2 separate regions of the Rattus norvegicus genome follow, and region 1 is linked to region 2. Evidence: chromatin contacts called from public Hi-C data. All regions are on one chromosome and are shown on one strand. Each heading gives the region's core, a stretch centred on a gene start, on an enhancer-like site or on the middle of the called end of the contact. The rest is flanking DNA. Distances are from core to core; before and after follow the strand shown.

Region 1 (6,378 bases), core at 842-3,341, 93 kb before region 2:
TGTCAGAACACGTCAGTCCTGAAGAACTGGACCGCCAGGACTGCCTGAGGAGTGTGTGTCTTCTAAGCTCAGCCTGTAGCTTCTGAATGGAATTGGAAGGTGTCCAAGCCTGCTGCTAGATTACGATGCTTTAGCCCTGCATCCTACCCCAGCCCACATCCAGATGCCCCCATAAACTCAGCTCCCGCTTTGTCATCAGCTAATCAGGCCATTGATCCACACCTCTAAGGCCACCAAGAAGGACCACCGGGTACCTGTCACCCACATGCCTAAAAGGGAAGGTCCAGAGGAGCCAGACCTTAACTGTAGGGTGGCTGAGTTTCTAATGGAAAACCAACCAGAGCCTGGCTAAAATGCTGCCCTCGGTTGCACCCAGGCTGCACAGCACCAGCCCTCGCACGGTCACACAGGGCTCTTTACCTCCAAGGAAGGCACACCCTGGCCCATGGGCTGTGGGTATTCCCGCAGGAGCCGTTCCTCATCCAGGAACTTGCCGTCACGCCCGTTGCTGGCGGGCTGAAAGAGCCCATAGTTGAGTACATCCTTCAGGCCTTGGTTCAGCGTGCACAGTATCCGCTGCTTGGCCACCCACACGGTGGCGTCCGGGTTAAATCGAATGCACTTCTGCAGGAAGAACAGAGGCATGAGTCAGGATGCCAAAGGTCATCGGAGCCACTAACCTGGGCACAGGATCAAAAGATTCCTGTTCCTTCCAGTTCCTGTCCCCTCTGCCCCACTGCTACGTGTTCAGAACACGGGAGCCAAGAGACGTGGCTTGCTGACTTCGAAGTAAAGTTTACCTCTGTCTCTCAAACAGAAAGGCTGGGGAAAGCAAAAGAACTCAGTCAGGGCTGGGAGTCAATGAAGTGCCTGCCCTCTAAGCATGGCAGCTGAGCTTGAGCCCCAGAAGCCTCACAAAGTCCCAGCACTAGGGAGTAGAGACAGGCTAACCCCTGAGACTACCTGACCAGCCAGCCTAGGAACCGAAACCAAGATTATTCTATGCATAAATGTGCACACCAGAGCGCAGGAGTGCACTGTGGTGGGGGATATCCACTGAGAGTCATAGCCAAATACAGCTGTCTCTAAGACATCCCACGGGTTACAGGACCCCCCCCCGACACTCAGGTTCCTCATATGCAACGATGACATGTTTTTAAAATGTCCACACACCCTCCCAGTGCATTTCATATTGGAATATAGCATTGCCATCTACAAAAGTCCATGTTTGAGAACTGTGTGATTGCGTTAGGAAATAAAACCTCTTTTGTTTGAGGTATTTACAGCTGCCCTGGGACACATGGTTGGATATACTGCATGATTTCCTATTTGTAACACCTAATAGATCCAGTGTGCCCCTGTGTAAAAGCCGCACTCCTTCCTGATAAAGATAAAACGAGTCTTGTGCATGATTCTCCATCCATTTACATGGAGCCCCTGGTGCTGCCGCTGACTGTGCGATGGTGCCCCTTGAGGTGTGCATGGCTTGCTCTCTGGCAACTATGATACCTTGCCTCAGGAGCTCACTATGGGAAGCCTGAGGGGTGAGAGTGAGTCTTCACATCACCAACACTGTCTCTGAACTGAAAATCAGAACCGTATGACAGCCGGTGACAAAGCTCTATGATTAAAAGCGCTTGCCGTGAGAGTGTGAGGATTGGAGTTCAAATCCCTAGAACTCATATAAATGCCAGGTGGGTGTGGCATGCATCTGTAATTCCAGCCCCAGAAGGCAGGGACAGTGCATCTGGCAGACAGAGCTGGCTGACGGCACCAGCCAGAAGGGCAAGCTCTGGGTTTGATTGGTAGAGCCTTAACCCCTGCCTCAGGGAACAGGTGAAAGAGCAGTCAGTGAAGGATGGCTCTAGACATCCACTTTGGACATCATGTAGCCAAACATGCATGTGCATATGCACACCACATACACGCATGTGAAAAAATGGAAAAGAAAACAAAACCCAACCTGTACGTACCACTTGAAGGGTGAGGGGTGGCAATTATGAGAAACTATTTGAGCAGGGTTGGGGAGTATCAAACCAGTCACTGCAAGAGGTAATTTCTTAAAAGGTTAAACAGCTCTGCTGGGCCTCCATCACCCACACTCCTAAAGATGCATCCCTGCCTGTGAGAACTGGAAGAGTGACATTCAGCTGTGTTCCCAGGAGCCTTCAGTAGCACTCCTTGGAAGCCAAGGGAAGCAAAGCCAGACCAAGTTCGTGTCTAACTAAGACTTTTCATTTGTCTTGGATTAAAATAGGTTTCCACTGCTCAGCCATAGCAGGAGTGCAGGGATGCGCTTTCCTACTGTGAAGACAGCTTAGGAGAGCTGGGGAATTGCTGAAAGAGGCTAGAATTAGTGCTTCACAGGGGTTTCTGTGTGGGCCTGCCTAAGGGTACCGAAGGCCCTGTTGCCTTCAGGATCCTGTCCCTGAGCACCAGAAGGCTCTCATGGCTGCAGAATGGCTCAGCTCCTGTCAACCCTGAACACTAGTCTAGCGGCTCCAACCCCAGCCAGGGAAGCTGACACCCCACACATGAATGAACGCTCCTGTTGGCCCCTCTCAGGTGTCACTGGCTGAGTTCAGGGTGACCCTCTGACCTTCCTGGGTTACAAGACCTGGTGGGACCAGTTGTTCCTTCCAGAGAGGAGGCACATGGGCCCCCCTCCTCCATCCGCCCAGGGCTAGGTGAGAACTCTCTGTGATCTTGACACAACAAAAGCCTGATAAGAGATACAGCCTCCTGGGGCTGCACATAACCCCACCACTCCCAGTTCAGGAATCACTGCAGGATTTGGGTTACAGTACACAGATGGGACGTCCCAACTCAGGTTCCCTCACACAGAGCATTTCAGCAGCCTCTCTCTCTCTCTCTCTCTCTCTCTCTCTCTCTCTCTCTCTCTCTCTCTCTCTCTCTCTCCCCCCCCCCCCCCCGACAGCTGACAAGAACCTGCCAACTGGCAAGTGCCTAGAGGGGCCCAGGGCTGTATGCTGCCTCCCAGAGGACTTGTTGGCCATTGTAAGCTACACAAAGACTGGCACTCACTGCCACTTGGTGGGCAGAGCAGTGACGCCCATTCTGCACCTCCCCAGTTTGAGAACCAACCCTCAGAAACAAACAGCAGGTTTGGAAAGCACCAGTGGTGCCCCATGGAGCCCCTTCTGGGAAGAGACAGAATTCACAGGTCAGGAATACCTAGGTCTGCCACCCACCTGCTGGGCAGACCTACTAAGCAACCGCCGTGTTGATTCCTCAGTACATTGGGCCTCACGTCACACGTTTGGCAGCCAGAAAGATGCAGGTGACCATAAGCAACATCCACCCCAAGAAGACAGAAACGTATTTAGAAATGTTTTTTCAGGTGTGGTCAATTAAGATGAGGCTGCACTGGAGAAGGGTGGCTCTGACCTAATTCATGGCATTACAGGGATGGTAAACAGGAATGACACAGGTGGCGCATAGGATGGGGGCTGCAGGATTATCGGGATGATGTTCCTATAGAGAAAAAAAAAATCGAAGAGTGGGACAGAGGCTCCTCAGGGCATCCTGGAGAAGCCAGCACTTGGATCTTGGATTTCTGAACTTAGAGGTATGAGGCAGTATACCTGGGGTCAGTCCCAACAGCCCCGTGAAGTAGCAGATATGCAAATCACCTGCCCCTGACCTTTAATCTTGATTGTCACCTTGATTGAATTTGTAATCACACACCTGGGCATGTCAATTAGATAATAGTGAATTATCAATTAGGAATAATGGTGATGGTGGAGGGTGGTAATGGTGATTATAATTGATGATGACCCTTGTGGTGGTCATCAATGAGAATGATCCCCATAGGCTCATGTGTTTGAATGCTATTCAATACCCTGTTGGTAGAACTGTTTGGGAAGGATTTAGAGGTGTGGCCTTGCTGGAGGAAGTATGTCACTGTGGGGGCGGGCTCTGAGAGTTAAAAGACTCACTCCATTTCTAGTTAATTCCTTTTGCTTCTTGCTTGGAATTCAAGATGGGAGCTGTGAGCTCTCAACGTCAACTGCTATGCCTCTACTCTGCCATCATGGATTCGGATCCCTCTGGAATTTTAAGTACAAACAGACCCTTACTTCTGTAAGTTGCTTTGGTTAGTATGCACTGTGGATGGGTGGAGAGATCAACCGTGCTGGGTCTGCCATTCAGTGCAGGACAGGAGCTTCGGAGGCCACAAGAACAAATCTCCCACACCGTGCTCATTGGCCATAGCCTGCCAAGCCAATTTGCAAGGGTAAAGTTCAGGGGGTCTTGATCTTCGTCAAATCCAACCAGAAAAGCCCAGCCTGTGTGTTTCAGTCTTTAACTGTGCATCTGTTTGTTTCCACAGCATCAGAAGTCCAGGATGGAGGAATCTCAGTGTTGGCTCCTCCTGAGACCTGTCCCCTTGGCTTGCAGCTGGCGTCTTCTCCCTGTCCTCACAGGCTACCCTGTGTCTGATCCCCACTTCTTATTAGGGCCCCAGTCATGTGAATCAGAGTCACCCTGTTGGCCTTAATTTATCCTAATCCCCTCTTGAAAGCCCTCCTAGCTCCGAACAGTTACATTGTGAGGTCCTGGAGTCAGGGCTACACCACAAGAACTGAGGAGGTCATGCTTGTCCTATTGCTATATGTTACACGGATGACTGGATGACCAGGAGCAAATATCTACAACTCCCAGTGGGCCACAAGCCCACAGTGAGAGCTGAGGGGCAAGTCAGCATTGACTGCCGGTCCGTGTGGGTCTCAGTGAGGCACGCAGCAGCGCTGGGGCCGCATGTCCACCACTGCAGAAAGGCAGCTGCCGCTCGTTTCCTGCCTACAACAGTCTCAGCAGCACTGTGGACGAAGGCAGCTAGGATTTGCCCATGTCTGCCTGGCGCCTGAGATGAGTGTAAGGGCTGCTCCATGAGACTGCAGCGAAGGTGAGGGAACCTCTAGACAAAGCGAGGAAGAATAGTAAATACTACACTGCATAAATATGTCTCATTAAACTGGGCAGCCCGGACAGGAAGATCAACAACCCCAGGCTGGCATTACATACACACTCTAAGATGCCTGCCTTCTCAACCAGTGTTAGCCCTGACTGAGACTTAAATCACCCACTTATACCTGAGGAGCCAGAAGAAGCCAAAAGAACTCAGGACAAGCACTCAGGGAAGGGGCCATCTCCAGAGCTGAAAGCCCAATCCCTGGCACAGTGCACACCGCAGCACACCTTTGGGCAGTGCACTCCCACTATGCCCCTAACATACTCCTGACAAGGAATCGCATTTCACACTGAGGATCTCTCTGCACTGCGCATCCACGAAGTCATCATGGACTTCTTCATGATGCTATGTATATGTTCATGTGTGTGCAGGCACTGGTGGTACATATGTGTGTCTAGAGGCCAGAGGACAATCTCACGTGTCATTTCTCAGGTACCATTCACCTTGTTTGTTAAGACCAATTCCTCTCACTAGCCTAGAACTCACTGACTGGACGATACTGACTGGGCAGTGAGCTTCAGGGATCTACCTGTCCTTGCCTACTGGGAAACTGGGATTACAACGGTGTCTACAACAGTGTACCACCATACCTGGTCTTTAATGTGGTGATGGGGATTGAACTCAGATTCTTGAGCTTGCAAGGCAAGCATTTTACCAACTGAGCCGTCTCCCTAGCTGGCACAATGCATTTGGGTGATCTGTGGTGAACATGGGCTTGGTGGGAGCTGAGGTAAGTACACTGAGGAGGATTTTTTTTCCTGGATGGCCATCTGAACTCTGCACAGTCTGCACCTCTGAAAAACAGCAACCTAAAATCAACCCATGCTGTGACTGGGTCACAAAGGCCACTGTCCAAACGAATTGGGATCTGTCTTCAGCAAAAGCCCATCAATCATGCGGAGACTTGCGGAAGTCCTCGCCCAAACATGGCTAGGGCAACACCTGAAGCTTAAAGCAAGGGCTTTAAAGAAAATTGATGACCTTGACCTAGAAAGGCAGGCTAACGCCGTGATGCTGAAGTCCAAGGGCCAGGCGCATGCTTCTAAGGATTTAATGAAGGAGATCGTGGCAGTGGATTCCCTTTTCCAATCAGACCATTTCCAGCTGCAGAGGCTTAACTGCAGCCATCTGATGCTGAGGTGAAGCCGCTGCTATTGCCGAGGTGAGACTGAACTGGGAAGCACTGCTCCGACCCGCCAGGGCGCGTGTGTTCCTTGAAGATGAGTTAATTTTCCTCCTTAGCCGCTCTCAGGCAGAGATATCACAAAGTCGTCGGTCAGACCCAGGACACAGTAGTCAGTGTAAAAGCAATAAACTGAAGTGGGGAGATGGCCCTTAGTTGGGCAGTCAGGAGCATTCACGATGTATCCTGCTCCCCCTTG
Region 2 (6,344 bases), core at 2,720-5,219:
AAGATGACTCCCCCATGGCTATGTAGATGGAACCCTCTCCCTCATAGTTTCCCCCCTATATCCTCTAGGCCTCTTCTGGGGACATGTGCAATTAGGGAGGCTTCTTTACAACTATTTAGAAGAAGGGACTGGACAGTCAAGTGAGGGTCCAAGACTCTTTCCATTATCTTGGAATGTCAATAGTCATTGAGCCCAGTGCAAGCTGGAACTGCTGATCTGATGAAGATGGTGATGATTTGGCTCAGAGAACAGTCATGTTCGACAGGCCTTGTGGAAGGTCACGGTGGTTTCACTGAGAAGGGATGAATGCTGATCAGACAGAGTGAGCCAGTTCTAATGGGAGCAAGTGAGTACAGGTCAAGGCCTCCATCCTCACCTGCCCGCTCTCCCCTGCTCCATTTCTGTGTGTTATTTTAGAGATGTGTGTGCATATGCATGCATGTGAAGGAGTGTGTGCATATACACATGTCCCTATTTGCTTGTGTGCGTGCATGTCTATGCATGTACATGCCAGACAAAAGCCTTAAGTGTCACAAGAAAGGCCATCCAACTCCTCCGAGTTTCTCACTGACCTGAAGCTCACCAATTAGGTCAACAGTCCCAGGAGAACCACCTACCTCTGCCTCCCATCACTAGGAGTGCACATGCCTGCCGCCATGCCTGGCTTTTCACACGGATGCTGGAGATCACACCCATGCAGCTCATTTGCTTTGCCGATTGAATCATCTCCCTAGACCTGTTCCTCTGCTATATTTGATATAGCCAAGGGGGTCTGTAGAGGAATTTTAATCCAGCAACATGGCTGCTCTGGCAAGGGATCACATCCACAGACCTCCTGGTCTGCATGATCCAGCTGGAATGCAGACACACCTTTAGTACACACCTTTAATTCCAAGCCGTGTGGGTAAGCTTAGTTTGTAGAAGGAACAGCCATGTTCGAAAGTGAAGTCTAATTGGAGGGCAGTTTAGTGAGTGGAGTTTGGTCAGTTCTGCTGGTTGAGTTCGGTGCAGGGGAGCCGGTCTGTGAGCTGGGAGCCAGCGCAGCGAGTGCAGTGGAGTTCAGTCAGAGACTTGGGGTTGGCGCAGCGAGTGCAGTGCAGAGAAGCTGAGTTCATTTGTGCGTGTACGCAGTTCAGTGCAGGTCAGCAGGAACAGTTGAAGCCAGAGAATAAGAAGCCAGAAAATTAGAACAAATTACCAGAGTTAGTGTGAGGTCAAGTAAAGTAATTCAGTGAGAAGCCAGAGAAATCAGATTAAATCAGTCAGCTTGGAGCAGAGTTTGAGCCAGAGCAGCTGCATTGAACATCCAGTCAGAGTTCAGAAAAAAAAAATCAAAAAACTAGAAAGGGTGAGCTTAGTGAGCAGTACGCCTCTGAGATGATAATTATATCAGGTGAATAAAAGTTACCTTTACATGAGTCTTATAAGAGGCCAAATGGAGTAGCATCTGTTCCTGGACCTAAAACCTTTCAAACTGTGAGCCACTCAAATCTATGATCCTAGCACTTACAGAAGGAAGAGCGCCCAGGGTTCAAGGACAAGTTGGTTACAGAATAAGAGCCTGTCTCAAAAAGAGTACAAAAGAAAAAACTTACGAGCTAAATAAACCTCTTTTTCTTTTAAAAAAAAAATAATGATGTTAGCAGGGAAGTGGTGGTGCACACCTTTAATCCCAGCACTTGGGAGGCAGAGGAAGCAAATGTCTGCGAGTTCGAGACTAACCTGGTCTACAGAGTGAGTTCCAGAACAGCCAGGGCTGTACAGAGAAACCCTGTCTTGAAAAAAGAAACGATCATACGTGTGTGAGTGTTCTGTCTGTAAGTACCATGTTTATATCATGTCCGTGGAGGGCCAGAAGAGAACGTCAGATCCACGGAGGCCGGCATTACAAAGAGCCACAAGGAACTGAATCCAGGTTCTCTGCAAAAGCAGCCAATGCTCTGAACGACTCCTCAGCCCCATCTTTTCTTTTTAAAGCACATGGCATCCAGTGTTTCACTATAGCAACAGAACGGCCTGAGAGAACTATTGGTTTCCAACAAGAGATGGCTTTGCCCCTCAGAAATCACCTGGCAGCTCTGGAGACATTTTTGTGGTTATGTCTTGAAGCAGTCTGATCTTCTGTCAGGCATCTTCCTCAGCACATTGTCCTGCCCCCAGCATCGACAGGGATGAAGTTAGTCAGGCTTTGCTGCACAGATTTCGTAAAAAGTTATCAGACTGTTCGTGATCAACATGGGCCATTTATTGTATGTCAATATGACATCAATAAAGTTTTAAAGTAATGAATTGCAGCCCTGTCCATCTCTGACTCTACAGTGTGGAGTAATTCACTTCACCGCTCTGGGTCTGTTTCACTTTGAAAACAAAGGTTCAGTAAACAATCCACTTCCGGAATGCCCCAGCACTGAATAAGATCATGAGATGGGAGCCAGACATTAAGAGAGATTTAAAAAAAAAAAAGGTGTTGATTGACAGGCCTTGACTAGTTCATGCTCAGTCTACTGGACCAGACTTCTGTGTCAGGAGTGGAACTCCTTAACAACACACAGAGAAAGACATCTTAGCTGGACCCCAGACCTTAGAGACACTGCAGCATCAAGGGAAAACCACCTCTGACCTTTTGGTTCTGGTGGTAGTGAGAGGCAAGATACATCAGTCAGAGTGGAAATCACTTTTGCAGTTACAAAAGCAGTTAAGAAAAAAGTAGGCAGCTTGGCAGCCTGGGCACAGGCACTGCACCTAATACAACCTTTTGGAGGATTACTAACTAACGGGCACATTCTTGTAACTGGGCCAAGACCTGGCTGTGGCATTATCCCCACTGGGCGCCCCCACTGAGTCCATCTCACCTTGAGGAAGGTAAATAGCAGCCTCTGGCCTGGTAACAGGAATCAGGGGCCTTCAATCAGCCTTTTGTCCTCCTGACAGCTGGGTGGGAAGGACAGCTTTGTCTGGCAGCCAGGACACACTCTACACCTTTGTCTGACACACGTGGCTCCAGAGTTTGCTGGAACCAGGGCAGGGAGGGCTGACTCCCTGCACTCCTGCTGTAGCTGCCAGCACCCACAGGTGCTCCTAACTCGGGTTAAGAGTTAGCTAAGGGTCTGCCTGGGGACATCAAGGTAGGGCCATGAAATTCTGCAGCTCTGGACCGTCTGTCTGGTCATCGTGTTCCCCAGCTGACAAAAGGAGCATCCAAGAAAGCATTCCCAGAGAGGCCAGAGGGGACAGGAGTAGATTTCAGAACTTCAACTCTAAAAAGGGAACATGGGGATACTCGGGTGCAACAGAACAATAGGAGACGTCTTACCTCTGACCAGCCGTGCCCCATACCTGCTGAGGAGGCACCCCAGTCTGTAGAGGAAGCGGTAAGGGTTAGAAACGGCCCTGTGTGTGCAAAGGCTTCCCAGGCCTGGCCCCCTGGTGGATCAGAGTTGCAGTCATGATAGAAGACCCTGCCTGTCCCCATGGTGTTCCCGTAGCAGAGAACACTGTGCCAGGTCCAGGTCCGGATGGGCAACTCCACACAAGTAATCCTAGATCTCTACAGGACGGACACACACACACACACACACACACACACACACACACACACACACACACACACTAAATCTGAGTGGCTTTGGGGATGTACCCACTTCCCATCCTCTGAGTGTTGACTCTGGGAAATGGCCTTTTCTAGCAGATTCTCCCCATGCTCAACAGACTGTGAGGAGAGCCATGTCAAAGTTATGTAGGTGCCTAGCATGACTCAGCAGCCTTGAATAAGCTCACTGATCCTGGGTCAGACCTACGTGGCTATACTTTTTTCTTTTTCTTTTTTCCATTCTTTGCCATTTCTGTTTCTGCGTTTTTTTGAGGCAGTATCTCGGTATCTCACTTTGTAGCTCACGATACCCATGTAGCCCAGGCTGACCTTTGAACTCATGGCAATTCTGGTGCCTCAGCCTCCTGAGGGCAGAGATTACAGGTGTGTGCCACCAAACCAAGTCAAACAGAAGGCAGGCCCACATAGAAGAGTGGCTACTGGGGAAGGGAGGTTCCTGACGCCTTCCCTGCCCCCAAGCTCACATGTAGAGGACAGACCCTGAGGTCCAATGAGGAGCCAGCCTCCTTGGTTCAGAACAGGCCAGGCTGGTTCGGTTGGTTGTGAGAAAAGAGGAGGAAGAAGGAGACTGGCCATCCTGATCCAGCCTGTTTATCCAACAAACAATAAAACAGAGGCAGGATTGTTCTTCGATATGGAGGGCATCCATGAGAAAGACCCCCTGGACCTTAGAGGTCTGCCCGGGAATGTACAGAGCCTGGGAAACACAGCCTGAGGGCCAGAGTGAGAAGGGAGAGGGCATGCAAGACATCTGCCCCAGACCCGCTTAGAGGTCTTTCCAGCTCTACAGTCGGTGACCTCACTGTGTGTGACCCTGAGTTTTATTCGACCTGGACTGGGTCCAGGATACCTGGAATGTGGTCAAACATTGATCTGCACGGTTGGAGCATGTGTTCTTAGGGGACACCAATGCTGGAGGTGCTAGCTAGCTCAGTGCAGAGCAAGCTCCCCAGTGGGGTAGCCTCACAGCATCTATCCTAGCTCAGATGTGAGATGCTGCCTAGCAGGCGCCTGTGTTTGAACTCTTAGTGACCAGCAAGTCCTACTTGTGCTGTTTGGGGATACTGTGGAACCCTTAGGGGGCGGGGCATCTCTGGAGGAAATGAGTTAGCTGGAGGCGGGCTCTCCCCTTCTGTTCCGTCTCTGCTTGCTACTATGTCACTACTATGTGAGCCAACAACCTCACACTCCTACTGTCATAGCTGTGTCTTCCCCATCATGGTGGCCTGTGGTGGACCCTAAAACTGTGAGCCCAAACAAACCCTAAACAAAACCCCTCTCTTTCCTTAAGTTGCTAAAGTTAGGTCTTTATCACAGCAATGAAGAATAATAAAACTAATACAGTCTCTCTGGGCTCTGGGATTGCTCTTTCCCGCCCATCATCTGAGTTACCACCTGCCTCCATTCAGACTGTGGCTGACCCACTAGAAAGGAAGTCACCAGGGCTTTTGACAAGAATCCCGGAGAAGACTCTGCTTATGACTGGATTGGTCATGGTCCAAGCACTGGGACTCTAGGTGCTCACTGGAGCAACCTGAGGTCATTCACTTACTTGTGGTACTGGGGAAGCCATAATAAGCAGGAGGAGAGCAGTCTGGTACTCCAGGGAAAATGACACCAGATGGTGCTCCTCCTAGGGACAGAAAAATGGGATAAATAGCCCCAGCCAAGAGCTGCCTGTTGCACATCTGGGTGTTCCCAGCTTCCAGTGGGATTTTAGGGAGAGTAGGAGATACAGGCCCTTCTGCCATGAGCAGTCCCAAAGCTGTGAGCTGTAGGTGCCTGGTCTACATGGCAAGTTCTGTGACGGCAAGGGCCACATAGTAAGACTCTGTCGTCAAAAATGAACAAACAAACAAATAAAGTATGTGTGTGCACATGTGCATGTGTGCGTGTTCATCTCTGTAGACCTAGCACTCAAGGAGTTGATGAAGGAGGATTGCCATGAGTTCCTGGTTAGCCTGGGCTACATAGTAAGTCCCTATCTTTAAAGAAAAAAAATCTTGCAATGTTGGATTAATGTCTATTTCGGGTAAAAATGCATTTTCGTAGGCCAACAAGCTTCCTCTGAGGGAGAAACTGAAAGAGGCCCCCAAAAGGTTACAGAAATAATCAAAGTGTTATGTGACTTCTGGTTGGACCCAAGGCAGAGGGACCAGGCCAACAGCTTCCCTCAGCCAGGAGCGATGTGGGTGACTACATACAGAACCATCTCCTTTTACTTCCAAATGGAAGGGACAAGTCTCTGTTACAAAGCTCAAAGCCAGAACCCTGGGCCTGAATACCAGACAGTCTCAGGAGCAGACGTGTGTCCTGACTTTCGGCATAGACTCCAGCACACCCTTAATTTCATCCCTGAGAGGTAGACAGTGTCCTTGGTCCAGCCAGCCACCACCTGTGCATTTTGCTGGGGCTGAGGAGGGCAACCCCATGAGTCAGGCTCTGTGGTGTACCTGCTTGGGATACAGTGTTTCACTGGATCTCTGTTCTCATCTAACAGAAGCTTGACTCACTGGCCTCACAGCTGCCTTGTAGATATCTTTAGAACACCCTGATGTGGCCAATCTCAGAGGTAACTTTACATTTAAACAAAAGAAAAAGAAAAGCTTAAGTGTACTTGGGCTCCAACTCAGAACAATTTCTCTCTGTGTTTGTGTGTGTGCTCATTACACGTTCAGTTTTTAATTGTCAACTTTACAAACCTAGGATCACATGAGAAGACACCTGCAACCGA

What was found. A called contact is a pair of places that touch in the nucleus more often than the background predicts.
Region 1: a contact with region 2 is called in a Hi-C map of liver, with 4 times the contacts expected there. The contact joins two enhancer-like sites. A contact is called at or near these places in 4 of 12 Hi-C or Micro-C datasets (kidney, liver and mammary epithelial cells).

What each region holds. Positions count from the first base shown.
Region 1 is chr1:208,644,189-208,650,566 of GRCr8, reverse strand. Shank2 (SH3 and multiple ankyrin repeat domains 2) reads right to left here. Exons shown (of 23, transcript NM_201350.1): 3 at 421-624. Among named protein-coding and RNA genes, the nearest start is that of Shank2, 49 kb to the right of the region's middle. Within about 2 kb of position 2,091, at least 1 of the 93 cell types and tissues checked has an H3K27ac peak or open chromatin away from gene starts, as enhancers often do. A contact at or near this core is called in liver, where this site is marked.
Region 2 is chr1:208,553,231-208,559,574 of GRCr8, reverse strand. No RefSeq gene overlaps it. Among named protein-coding and RNA genes, the nearest start is that of Shank2, 42 kb to the left of the region's middle. Within about 2 kb of position 3,969, at least 4 of the 93 cell types and tissues checked have an H3K27ac peak or open chromatin away from gene starts, as enhancers often do. A contact at or near this core is called in liver, where this site is marked.